Regions from separate parts of the Mus musculus genome. Here region 1 is linked to region 2. The links are chromatin contacts, called in public Hi-C maps. All regions are on one chromosome and are shown on one strand. Each heading gives the region's core, a stretch centred on a gene start, on an enhancer-like site or on the middle of the called end of the contact. The rest is flanking DNA. Distances are from core to core; before and after follow the strand shown.

Region 1 (6,402 bases), core at 748-3,247, 250 kb before region 2:
TCACTTAATCTTAGAAGCCAGGGTCAAGGGCTTCGTACCCTTGCCATAGTTCCTATTTTAGTCTATTGTATAGTCCACCTTTCCCTTAGGCCATTGTAAATACATGTGTATGGGTGTAACTCAGCTATCTATAGTTCTAAGTATCTATTCTGGTTCCTCTTTAGGTCTCAAACTTCCTTCTTCCTAGAAGATGGTAAATTCCTGTGTAGGGCAGTGACTTAGCTTTTATTCAAAGTGATAGTGTAATACCAGAGGCAATTCTGAATGTCACTGAAAAGCAACATTCTTACTGAATTCCAAGCCCATGGTCTGCTCAAGGACTTTCTAGGACTGTTGGAACACTGGTGAAGGCTTAGCTATGTCAGAATTCAATCTTAAAAGGCACTTATAATAGGATAATACTAAAAGAGAGCACGAGGATCCATACACTAGACTAACGCGGGAATGGAATATTAATGTATGGGTTAGAGAGGACGCCAGACTCCAGGAGGTGAGTTTCCGTGAAACTCTTTGCCTCATGAGTAGCTTCCAAGCCTCTCAGCCTGTCAAGCTGACTCGACCAGAGTGCATGGCATGAAGTGGTGTGTGTATATGCTAGTAACGTTTTATTTCTTGATTTTGGTGTTGGTAACTCCTCAATGAAAATTCTTTTAGCTGCTACTTATGGTCTAAACTCTTAATATATGTGTGTTCCAGTGAATGATTATTTATTGAAGAGAAGGATAGTTATGTGTTGTTGATTGAAAACTGCTAGATCTCTGGGCAGTGGTGGCACATGCCTTTAATTCCAGCACTTGGGAGGCAGAGGCAGGCAGATTTCTGAGTTCAAGGCCAGCCTGTTCTACAGAATGAGTTCCAGTAAACCCTGTCTCGAAAAACCAAACAACCACAACAACAATAAACAAAGAAAACTGCTAGATTATATAGATCATATATACAACATAAAGTCACTTGCAGAGCAAATTAATACCACATATTCTTTTGAACATATATACGATTGCATGGGTTATCTCTGGCTCATCTGTGGAAGGGGTATCAGGTATTGGCCCATTGGTTCTTGAGAGCTGAAGACACTGAGTTTGACTCTGTTATTGCAGGCTTCAGATCATCAATCAAGTTGGAAATAAGATCATTGATCAAACTGAATTTTCTAAGTGAAGGGCCCTGAGAAGAGGGCTAGGACTATGTTTTTATGGGTCTAAAAGGGAGCAGGTGACCAAGAGCGAAAGGGTCTCTGGGTACCAGTTGACCATTAATCCCAAACATTATACAGATTGCTCCAACACTAGCTGTAAATTTTAACAATAAGCTATACACTATAGAACATTCAGAAGGACACCTATTAAGTGAACCAATCACATTCTTAAAAAATATTTTCCCTTTTCACAAACAATCAGAGGAAACTTAATCATGTTAATTTTCAGGTACTTTGGAGCCTGAAGCAAATATTGGGCCAAGTATGTGTTCAAGAACTGCCTAGTTCAGTTCTTTTTACTGTTGATCAGATATAGGATAAAACACAAAAGCCGGGATATGCATTTGTTCAGAGCATATGTCTCCAGCTTCAGGAAGGCAAAGGGAAGCACAAACAATGGAAGGTTTTGTTGGTGTGTGTGTGTGTGTGTGTGTGTGTGTGTGTGTGTGTGTTTTGAGGCAACATTGCCCAGGCTGGCTTTCAACTTGTACTTTTCTGGTCTAAGTTTTTCAGGATGCTAGGCTTATGAAAAGACACCATCACATCCAAGTATGACTTTTTAAAATAAAAGTTTGGAGAAAGGCAAAGCTCTGGAGTATCTATTGACAACTCTTGTAAAATTTGCCCCTGGGCAGCCCAGGTTGGGCTAATGTGGATCTCCCATAGTTAGATGGCCTCAGTGATTAACTTTGGGCAAGTCTCAGGGCTGGATTTGAGGACATCTGGCAGAAGAGAAGTAGGATCCTGGAAGGTTAGAAGCCCTTTGATCTTGGGGTGAAAGGAGGCCAAGGGGATGTTAGCACACCTGCTATTTCCTCTGCTTGCCTTTGGGGAGAGAACATGAATAATTAAAAGTAAATCTCTATGTGTGTGTAGGAGCAAGGATTGGTTCTCTAACCTTAGCTGGTGAGGGCCCTTGTTTTAAATGTTTACACTAAGCCTGAACAAAAGGCTACCTGTGGAGTCTTGTGGAATTAGAGATCAATAGAAGATGGACGGACTGTAGAGCTGGAGGGTTCAGTGGTTCCTAAGTCACTTGAAAGACTCTTATAAGGCCAATCTGAGTGAGCCGCATGTGGCCCCAATACTTGCACTTTTGAAAATGCCCCTGATAGACTATGGTGCAGGTGTGGGCTGAGAACCACTGATCTATCTGCTCCATTGATTTCCATTTCTTTCAGGCCCTGTGGCCTGCCACAGATGCTCCTGTGCAGCCACTTTATTCTGCTTTGTGGCTTCACTGGAGGTCTTGCTTGATGGAATTATTTCTTCTCTAAGGGCTAAATATCGAGGACCACAAGTACAGTCTAGTGACCTTCTAGCCAGTGCCCTTCATCTGCCTGGATGTTTGGACAGGTTTGTCTTTCTCATGAAGAAGACCAAAATACAGAGCAGCTGTCCTTGTTTGCCTCTGCAGAACAGATGCTGAGATGGAGTTTCCAGAGCAAGGTGCTTAGGAGATCAGCATTCGAGAAGAGAAGGAAAGGGCAGCAGATAGGGCAGAAGAAGATGCAAACCTACATACGATGCCAGCTCACTAAGGCTTGGCCAACATGGCTGGAAGAGATGAAGGGTATAGTACCTACCAATACAACCCTGAAGGGGCATCTCCTTTACTCAGAGAAGCTGGACTATCTTGGGAAGAGTGTGACTTCATGTGGAGATTAGCTGATGGCTGGAAAAGATCAACTGTTTACAGTCAGCGTCATGTGTCCTTCTTTGAAGCAGAAGCTGGACAGAGACTGGAGTCCTCACTATGGATATGAACACTGGGGAGGGCATAGGGAAACCCATGGGAGGAAAGGATTTATAGGGGTAGCACACACAAAATCTGTCTTAATCCATACTCATGTATGATTTGAAAGACCACAGGTTTGTTTTCTGAGTCCATTTTCTGTGCTTTATAAACAGGATGCTATAGGCTAGGTAAATTATAAAGGAAAGGCTTATTTAGTTTGGAAGTTGTGGTGGTTGAGAAGTCTGCAGAGCATGACACTGACACTTGGTAATGGGTCCCTGGCTGCAACAAAACATGACAAAGAAATAGGGGAAGGAGGTATATGCAAGGAGAGAGGTAACCTGGTAAAAATGGAAATGATTGGAAGGAGGAAGGAGACTTCCTCTTTTATACTAACCCACTGTTGTAGGAACTAATGCACTCCAGAGAATCCTAACCCATGCCACAGACCTGCATTAATTCCTTCAAGGGGCAGTCAGAATCCACTGACCTCCCACTAAGTAGTATCTTAGAGGTTCCATGATCTTTTTGCATTGCTATCCTGTGAACCAAGCTTCTGTTACGTGAACAAACCATATTCAAACTACAGCACCTCTCATCACAGAATAGCTCAAGCAGTGGACATCCCTAATGAGAATCAAAAGGGAATTTCAGAATGAGATGGAATGAGATGACCTTCCAAAGGATCCTTTTACACCTTGACCTCTACAGCAGTGGACTGTCCTTGGAACAATTAAATTGAGTATGCATTTGCTGCACATTTAGGGTGTGTAACCTTCTGGGCCAGAATTGGGATGGGTAATCTCAATTGTCAATTTGATGCCAGGAATCATCTTGGGGATGAGCCTCTGGTCATGCCTGTAAAGAATCATCTAGGTTAGGGTAGCATGCCTGTGGGGCACTGCCTTGAATGGGTTAACTGAGGTTAACTGCAGAGGACAGCCTTTTTAGTCCTCTCCTTCCTGTGGACACACTGTACCAGAGTCCTGAAGATCTTGCTGATCTGACTTCCCCATCAAGATGAGCATTCATTGAACTGTGAGCCCAAACAAATCCTTCCTCCCTTAAGTTGGTTTTGTCAGACTATTTTATCACAGCAAAAAATACAAAAAAACAAAAAACAAAAAAAAAAAACAAAAAACAAAAAAACAAAAAACAAAAAACAAAAACCTATCACAGTCACTCAAATTAACTGGTCATAAAAATTACCCTTTGAATGATTTTTTTTTCAACCTAAACACACCCCCTTGTTCATTAGAAACATAATGTAGAGGGCACTCTTTTCCAGGCCTTGAAACAGTGGAATTTCTAGAATTTTGCTTAGATATGCTCTTGCTTTTAACACACAGCTTCTACCCCTTCTCAGAGCCCAGCACTCTGTGGTATTTATAGTAATATTGGTAACTTATGTCAACCGCTGAAGAACATACTCTACAGCAAGTCAGTGTGTGCTGTTGTCCACTGGAGAGGACAATGTTCAGGACCTTTCCTTCAACAAACTTTAACATGCACTTTGTTTCCCCTAATGAACACAGATGTCTTTAAGTTGTAAGACAGGAGTTCTTAAAACAAACTTTTAATATAATAAAGATCTGTTCGCAGTAAGAGACAGGCTGCCATGGCTATAGTTTGTCAGGTTGACTATATCTGGGATTAAGCTACTAGGCACACATGTGAGGGATTTTTCTTGATTGGATCATTTCAGGTAGCAAGACCATCTTTAATATGGGCCACATTTTCTGGGTATGGTAGAAGGAAGTGTTTGCTTCATGCCTGCTTGCCCTCACCTTGCTAGAAAGTCCATTCCTTCATTGGCATTAGAACCTACTTCTTCAGGATTCCAGCACCTACTGAAGACTAGCTGAGACATCCAGCCTCTTGGACTGAGCAACTACTATATTCTTGGACCTTTCATTGGGAGACAGTCATTGTTGGAAATGTCAGATCACAGCCTGTAATCCACTCTAATAAATCATATGTATATATAATTTCTTTGTATATAAATAATATAGATTATATATATTCATTCTATCAGTTCTCTTTCTCTAGAGAACCTTGACTAATACATGAGGTGAGACCCAACTTCAAGATATATACAATCAATTAGTTCATATTCAATTATGGTAACTGTCATGTAAATATTTCATGAGATCCTGTGTGAGAGCCTGGGCTGGTCTTGGATTTTCTATATAACAGAGGCTGGCCTTGAACCGATGATCTTCCTGCCTCCACCTCTCAAGAGCTGGAATTACAGGTGTGTGTCACCCTACTCAGCTTAAGATGTAATTTCTAACCAAAAGGTTTGTCTGCTCAAACTAACTGTGTTGTCTGTCTCTGAAATGTTCAAGGTTTCTCATTAATTTGTTCACTGAAGCTTGTAAGTTCTGGCTCTAGTAATGGTTTCCAGCTAGATGTATGCTAATGAACATGGAATCTATTAATTTCTGTCACCACACTGACAAGACTTGGGGTTTGAATAAGTCATCTTGTCTCCACATCATCATTATGGCACCTACAGCTAATGGCCTTATGCAGGGGCACATCCTAGGCAAAGCTGATGATAGGTGGCTACTCAAGAACTGATTGCTACCATGTTTCTAATCAGCTAGTGTAAAACAAGGGTCAGGGATAGATCTACAGGAGGGACCTCATTCTGAGCTGCTCTACTACAGCTTGTAAATTAGAAACAATGAGAGGAAGGGAGGGACGGTTCTCAGGGTCACTGACTTCATTTATAAATGAAATGTTGAGCAGAGGCAGGTGAAGGCAGGACACTGTTGCTTCCATGGGCTCTATGCCCTGTGACTGCTGTTGTTAGTAGATACACTAACAGTGCTGTCCAGGGCACTTAACAGGTCTGAGTCCCAAAGCCATAGTCCACATATGCAAAATAAGATCAGTGCCTAGTACTCTAGTTTACAACCAATTCAGCTACCTCAATATTCAGAACAAGCAAGCAAGCAAGCAAATAACTAACTAACGAACTAACTAACTAACTAACCAACCAAATAAATAAATAAATAAATAAATAAATAAATAACAAATGAAGGTCCCAGAAAGACATATAGGTTGAACATCCTTAATCTCGAATCTTTAACTTTATAAGTGCTGACATGATACTCTGAAGATTTGAATTTCAGACAAATTTTGATTAGGGATTTTTTTCAGCCCAGGTATGTGTTATGTGACTTTTTCTGAGACTACATAGATATCTATTCACCCTAGATAGAGTGGGAACTGACAGCCAGACTGTCAAACTGAAGGTCAATTTACTAGGCTTTCTTACAGGAGCAGAGAGGACACACAACCATCTATACTATTGTAAACCCCCTGGGATGCTGACTGACAGCTACACCACAGGAAGTCCTACCCAAGCTGGTTGTTCACATTTTATAAAGTAGTGGTTGGCATCTTGTGAAAGAGAGAGGTTCCTGGTGGTCTCCCAAAGACTTCATACATCACCTTTTCT
Region 2 (6,852 bases), core at 2,027-4,526:
CCATTAGGTATTCTAGCCGATCTGAAATGGCTTAAGGGAGCACGTGGCCCTTTGTCTGGGTCTTTGATTGACAGGCTCACCGAGCAAGGCAGTAAGGGACTTTGTTTTAGTCCCGGGTGAGGCTGGAGGGCTGCTCAATTCTGAAGTGGAAATTTCTCGTTACCCCTCAGCCTTTCTTTTGCCATTTCCCACCTCCTAACTCTAGACCTCCAAGGCCAGCCTTGCAAGATGGAGGCAGAAGAGAGCTGCAGAGGACCCAGTGGGGTTTTATTGCTTAAGTGCTTGTGCTGTGAGAGGGAGTGGGGAATCGTGTTTGGAGGAAGCAGAGTAATTGACACCTGGACAGCCAGTTATTCACAAACTCTAGGAAGCAAAAATGAAAAAAGCCCTTTTGTATCAAGCCTGTGTCTCCCCTGTCAGGGCAGAATATGCCCGTGATAATTGCAGCTGAGGTGAGGCTCTGAGTGTTAGGACTTCGCTTACCACCCCAACCCCCATTTCCTTTGTCTTTCAGACCATGCCTCAGAGCCTTCTGTTTCCTTCATTTGCTAGTCTTCTTTTTTCGTTTTTTAGTAATAATTAAAGTCTCAGGCACTTCTGTTTCATTGGACTTCTCTTTGAATGGCTTCCCTTTTTCATTTTAGGTGGTGATAATGTTTACATGCAAGGCCCCCCCTCCCCCCACACAACCCTTTTAAAGAAAACCACAATCCCTAATAGTTCTCAGTCCTGCAGCACCGAATCAGGACCATGTTTGCTGACTCTAGGTGTAAAAAGATGTGACTACACAGAGCTAGCAGAGGAGGAAGCTCACCAGTTTGTATAAGACCCACCCAACCCCCTTTACAGAGCAGTGCCTATCAGACACAGGTGAACTAAATTTAATTGGGAAGGTCTCGTTTAAAACTACATCTCATGTGTTTGTGTGTATACACAAAAGCAATTATTTGTGTGTGTGTGTGTGTGTGTGTGTGTGTGTGTGTGTGTGTGTGTACTCAACATAAAATACAATACAAAGAACAATGAAAAGCAAGGCCCGTCAGTGCTGCTTAGAAAGAAATAGTAACGGGCCAGGCTGTGATGGTTCTAGGTTCCCTCTCATTGCCAGCATCTATGAATAGGATTGACAGCAAAGAGCAATTAGAAGGAAGTAGAATTTTTTCCTTTTAAACTCAAAGAATTTCATCAACCATAAACTGAGTAGGCTGTCCCTGGGGCAATCAATAGTTGACCATTCTTTCTCTGAGCACACACTTAGAATGAAGGCTACTCCCACACTCCCAACAAGTAGGGAGCTTACACCTGTCCCCAGAGGCCCAGGCGGCATGGCAATACACTACATGGCCATTTTAGATACTGTTCTTGGCAGATTGTCATTCCGTTTTCTCAAAACCAGATCCTGAGAGGAACATGAAGTTGATCCATGCCATAAATCGAGTTCCAATCCACGATGAGAGTCTTAACCTTCTCTTGCCTGCTTCCTCCCCTGTAGATTTCCGAGCTCTGCCTTATGTTTCCAATACCTTTTTTTTTGGCTTAAGTCAATAGGTCTCAAAAAAGCAGACCATAGAGCTCATAGCATTTATATATGGAATCCATATACATTTATGGAAAGAGAAAGACTGATAAAGGGAGAAAGAGATCCTTTGACAAATCCGTCTTCTTAAAAAATGTTTATGGAAAAGAAAAGGGGCGGGGAGCCGGTGGGAAGAATGCCACTTGGGTCTCCCTTTGTTTGCAGTATTTCCCCTCCTCCAATTAAGGAGTTTTCTTCTTTTGCCATTATTAATATTCTCTGCCACTCTACCCTCAGCCTTTAGGTACGGTGGACCAAAGCCTCCACCCTTTCCAGAAGCCGCTCTGTGGCACCAGCTGAAGCAGAGCTCATCAGGCCAGAGAACACTGCCATCTCCAGACCACACCACCTGCACAGAGGGCTGCGCAGAAGGCAGCTTTCTCATCCCTCGCTGCATCCGAGGAAGGCTAGTTGTAGTTGTCTCCTCAGCTGTCAACGTTTGTTCTTTCCTGCATGTCTTGAAATGTAGAAAATATACATTTTAATGTCTCTAAGCAGAGGGGATGCCCTTAAAGGTTTAGAGAGCATTATTCAAAAATACACTGCCTTAAGGGCCACTCTCTTCAGGGCTCGTGCCTTCCCAACACAGGTGTGGGATGTTGTTAGAGTCTTCAGTCAGTGTGACACAGATGTGCTGGTTAGGTCATTTTTGTCAACTTGACATAAGCTAGAGTCATCGGGAACCTAAATTGAATGATTACCTCCGTAAGATTGCCAGTAGGCAAGCCTGTAGGGGCATCCACTAAGGTGTTTACCTGGCTGGGGCAGGTGGTCCTGTGTGGTATAAGAAAACAAACTGAGCAAACCATGAAGAAGAAACAAGCCTCCACCCTCCACAGTCTCTGCTTCAGTTCTTACTTCCAGGTTCTTGCCTTGAACTTTAGACTTGGCTTTTCTCAGTTATTGACAATAATCTGTAAGGTGTAAAAAAAAAACCTTTTCCACCCCACCTTTCTTTTAGTCATGCTGTTTTATCACAGCAACAGAAAGAAAACTGGAATAGAAGGGTTACAAGCTAAAGGCACTAAGTGAACATGCTTTCAAAGCAGTGGGTTGACATTTGGTACCCCTATGACCATGGTCAAGTTACTTAAACGTTCTCTGTCTTGATATCCCCATTGATAAAAAGGGATAAGAGACAGACAACATGGGGAGGAACAGGGTATAATCAAAGTGCTCTGTGTATATGTATAAAGATATCACAACGAAACCTGTTATATTATATAATTAATCTACTCAAATAAAAAATGACCTAGAATGGACCTAGTGTTTTTTACAATTAATATGTAACAAAGTTTTAGAAATGAGGATGGTAATTGTGATGCTCAGCTCAGAATGCTTTGAGAGAATTTGATTGGCTAATATGAGTGATGTGCTGAGCTGTTGCCACTGGCTGCAGTAGGGACACTGCAAAGCACAGTTGAGTTGCTGATGCTAGCTATCCCTCCTGTTTCTCTCCTATCATTTTAATCTTTGATGAGTTCATTTGACATTGGATTAAAGATTTAATCTGGAGCTGTGACACTCTAGGCAGTGATAGGGTCAATCTAGAAAAGTTGGATCCCTTCTAAGTATCAGTGCCAGGATTCGCAGTACGGGGTGGGGGTGGGGTGGAAGGAGAGGAGAGGCATAGGGGGTAGAAGAGAGGAGAAGCCACACAGGAAGTGGTGATTCAACTCAGAAGTTAACCAGAGTAGAGGCTGTTGCCCCACTTAGACCTGGAAAAGCCCAGAGAAAGGCAGTGTTACAGAATCCAGGGTCGGCAGGAAGGCAGCTAGAGGCACAGAGGACACATGGCCATTACTATAAACTTCTAGCTAAGGCAGACAGACTTCTCCTGGCCCTGGACTCTCTCTCTCTCTATCTTGACTGAAACCAGCCTGCAGCCTGGCAAGAGTGAAACAGGGAAACACGTGCCACTTCCTCCACATCAACAAACTCAACAGAGGTGGATGGCTACCTTGAAGCTCTTCATAGCTGTGGTTGGGTGACATTACTAAATGACATACTTCAGATGTCAGAAGGAGGCCACCTAGATCTTGGTTTCAGTATTTCACTGGACTGTCTAAAGAGATGGGCATTTGAACAAATGTGATTATATTTGAGGTATAAGATGTAAGGAAGAATGAAGCACAAAGCTGACAATCCCTTTTTGTGCTATTTCTTTTTCTTCTCTTCCTTCTAGAAAGTTCTCACAATCATGAATTAAAATGTGTGTATTACAATATGCATATTGAAAACTCACAGTAATAATTGCTTCTTTGTGACCAAAATTGCTGGCAAAAACAATTAAAAGGAGCAAGGATTCATTTTGGCTCACGGTTTTCTAGGCTTTCAGATCATCATGGAAGGACATCTCAGCTCATGGTTGTGAGAGTCTTTAGGAGTCTAGTCTCATCTTGGCCCAGAAGACGAGAAAAAGGCAGGAATCAGGGGCCAGCCAGAACTTCCAAAGAAGCCTTCCCCCAAGTTCCTAAGAACCTCTCCAAACAGTGCCACCAACTGGGAACCAAACATTGAAAACATGAGCTTGTGGTGGGACATTTTGGATTCCGACCATAGCACTTGCTCAAAGGCTCCATTCTTAACTTGCCCATGCTGGCTGTATGAAGCCATTACTGTTCATGGTGAATGAAAGTAATTTTGCATTTGTGGAAGCCCAACTGTGATTCTTTGGTGCATTAAAGAGAAAAATAGCAAGTATCTTTGCCTTCTCTACAGAGTTGTTTTCATAGAGGGCTGTCTCTTCTAAATGTTACCAGTCGTAAGTATAAGTGGGCAGTCGATCAAGATTCAAGATTCAAGCTCATCTGTGCTGTAATTGCCCAACCAGCATCTTGGCTTCATCTCTCTGTCCTAGGCCATAACACAGTTTCTCACAAAGCGCTGGGCTCTGGCTCTCTTCCCAGCCCAGGCCGGGCTCCCTAGCCATTTCATTACCAGAAATTACAGTGATCATCTGCCTAACTGGGAACGGCATTATCTGAAACACAATTGGAAACAAACTGAAAGTGTAGGTGGCCCCGAGATAGCTAATCAGAAATGTGACTGGCTGGCGTGTCACATCACATCTGAGAAACATCACAGGTCCTTTTATTGGTCAAAGCACCCCGATGGCCACCAACCTAGCTGGGAAGAATAAAGCCATTGCAGTATTTTCAGAGGTATTGTGGTGGGGAAGGACAGGAGGGCAGAAAGCTGAGGCTCTTCTTTCCACGACCCGTGTAATACACCAGTGATGTGATCTGATTCCAAGTCAAGAATTCTTTCCCAGTGGGAACAGGAAAATAATGTGAAAAAAGTGGTACCACTCATGTCCAGAATAATACATGGTAATTTAATGAGATAGCAGGACACAGGCTTCAAAAAATTAAACTAGGGGAGAGTTTCCAGAAGAAACCAAACATTAGAGTCCCACTGTTCAAGTACCTGCAAATAAGTGTGTGTTTGTGTATAGGGGGCACTGCGGGAGGGGAATCCTTCCAGATGAGTCATGGAACATGTCCTAGTAAAAGGTCACCAACTGTGCCAAGACAAAGTCCCTTTTCTCTAAGGCAAAGCAAAACATGAGAAAGGGATTGCATACTCGATTGCCATGGGAACAAGATCGTCCCAATGTATGTTGTATGGAACAAGATGTATGTTGTATGTGGTTACCATCGCAGTAATGAAGCCCTGTGATAGTTGGTGTGGCTTTTGATGGATATTTTACTCAAGCTCAGTGAGATGGAGGGCCAAGTAGTGAGATAGCCAAGTGAACTGCCCTTTCCTACGCACTGACAAGGAGTAAGGATCTAGACTGTCAGTGCACAGAGATGCTCTCAGTTCTCTCTCATAAGGCTTGTGAGCACAGATGGAAGTTGGGTTTTGTAGCAGGTATTGTTGGTAGGAATTAAGAGGAACATTTCTGAACAGCAATGATGGCTGGTAAATGACCAGAGAAAGCATGAAGAAGAATTAAAAAAATAGTTTTGATCAGCACTCTCCATACATTAAATATCAGAGATGTGCCCCCAAATGATTTGCAGCCTTTGACAATGATGTTCTAGGAAAAAGAGCAAATATTGACATTTCAATAATGTTTGCCCAGCAATCAGTGAGGGGTATACAGCATTCTGGGTATCTATGTTACTGGAATCAATTAGGAAAACAGAGAATTGATATTCTCCAATGAGAAACACATGGTAAATGCTGACATTACAGATAGATAACACTGGCTCTGCAAATCATTTCTGAAGTCATAGGCCTGTCATGCGCTGCCACCTATGTGCATGTAAGGACTCAGGCTGAGAATACAGTCTTACTGCTGCACACTGTTCATTCCATAACCCCGTCTCCCATTGGCAGTTTCCATCCTGCACAGCTAACTCCTGCTCTCCCTCCCTTTTGCCTTCCTCCTTCCTTTCCCCAGTCCTTTCTGCCTTCTCCCTGACTGGGAACAGAACTCTCTGAAACACAATTCGAAGTGACCTGGAAGAGTGTAGGGGGCCCCTGGTAGTGTAATCAGTAGTGTTACTGGCAAATTCTTCCCCTCTGCCTTCATCCCCTCTGCCTTCCTTCCCATCCTGTCTGTCGTCTTTCCCCCCCTTCCTCTCTTTCCTTCCTTTTCTTCATCTCCCTTCTCCTCTTCTTCCTTTTTCCTTCTCCCCTTCCTTCCTCCCTCTCTCCCTCACTCCCCCAGTCTCCTTCCTTCCCTTCCTTCTTTCCTTTCTTCCTTCTTTTCTCTTTTGCTTTACCTACCTTGTGCTAGCACTATTATTTCAGAAAAAATGAACTCTGTGGGCAAAGAAAGGAGGTTATAATAAATAAAAACCTCAAAGTAAAACATTTTTATTGAAATTTTTGATAAAGAGCCTCCCATACAGTAGAACCAAGCTGGAAAGTCCTGAGATGTACAAGAGCTCCTTCTTATCCAAGCGAGAGATTCCAAAACATGTAGTAGGTACCCGAAACCACAGGTAGCACCAAGCCTGTGCCTATTATTATGTCTTTCCTGTATGTGTATGCAAATACTATATGCGTATACATAAATATACACACTGTATATATATATATATATATATATATGTATATGTGTATATGGTATATGTACATGTATATATGATAAGCTTTAGTTTATAAATTAGGCAGAGCAAGAGATTACTGATAGGAACTAATGATAATAGAACATTAAAACAATGGACTACAGTAGAATTGCAAGCCACATTATTCTAATTCTTTGAGGCCATTATTAAATGAAATAAAACATTCTTGGGCAGAAGCCCTGTGTTATCCAG

What was found. Hi-C and Micro-C count contacts between places; a contact is called where the count stands out from the background.
Region 1: a Hi-C map of double positive thymocytes shows a contact between it and region 2, with 2.9 times the contacts expected there. The contact joins two enhancer-like sites. A contact is called at or near these places in 1 of 484 Hi-C or Micro-C datasets (double positive thymocytes), 4 of 115 datasets of contacts at active chromatin or transcription factors (CD4 T cells and embryonic stem cells) and 1 of 9 other capture datasets (embryonic stem cells).

What each region holds. Positions count from the first base shown.
Region 1 is chr1:64,243,651-64,250,052 of GRCm38.p6, reverse strand. It overlaps Gm39654 (a long non-coding RNA gene), which reads left to right. Exons shown (of 2, transcript XR_865483.1): 2 at 2,613-3,059. Among named protein-coding and RNA genes, the nearest start is that of Gm39654, 9.3 kb to the left of the region's middle. Within about 2 kb of position 1,997, at least 4 of the 459 cell types and tissues checked have an H3K27ac peak or open chromatin away from gene starts, as enhancers often do. A contact at or near this core is called in double positive thymocytes, where this site is marked.
Region 2 is chr1:63,997,320-64,004,171 of GRCm38.p6, reverse strand. No RefSeq gene overlaps it. Among named protein-coding and RNA genes, the nearest start is that of Gm13749, 36 kb to the right of the region's middle. Within about 2 kb of position 3,276, at least 96 of the 459 cell types and tissues checked have an H3K27ac peak or open chromatin away from gene starts, as enhancers often do. A contact at or near this core is called in double positive thymocytes, where this site is marked.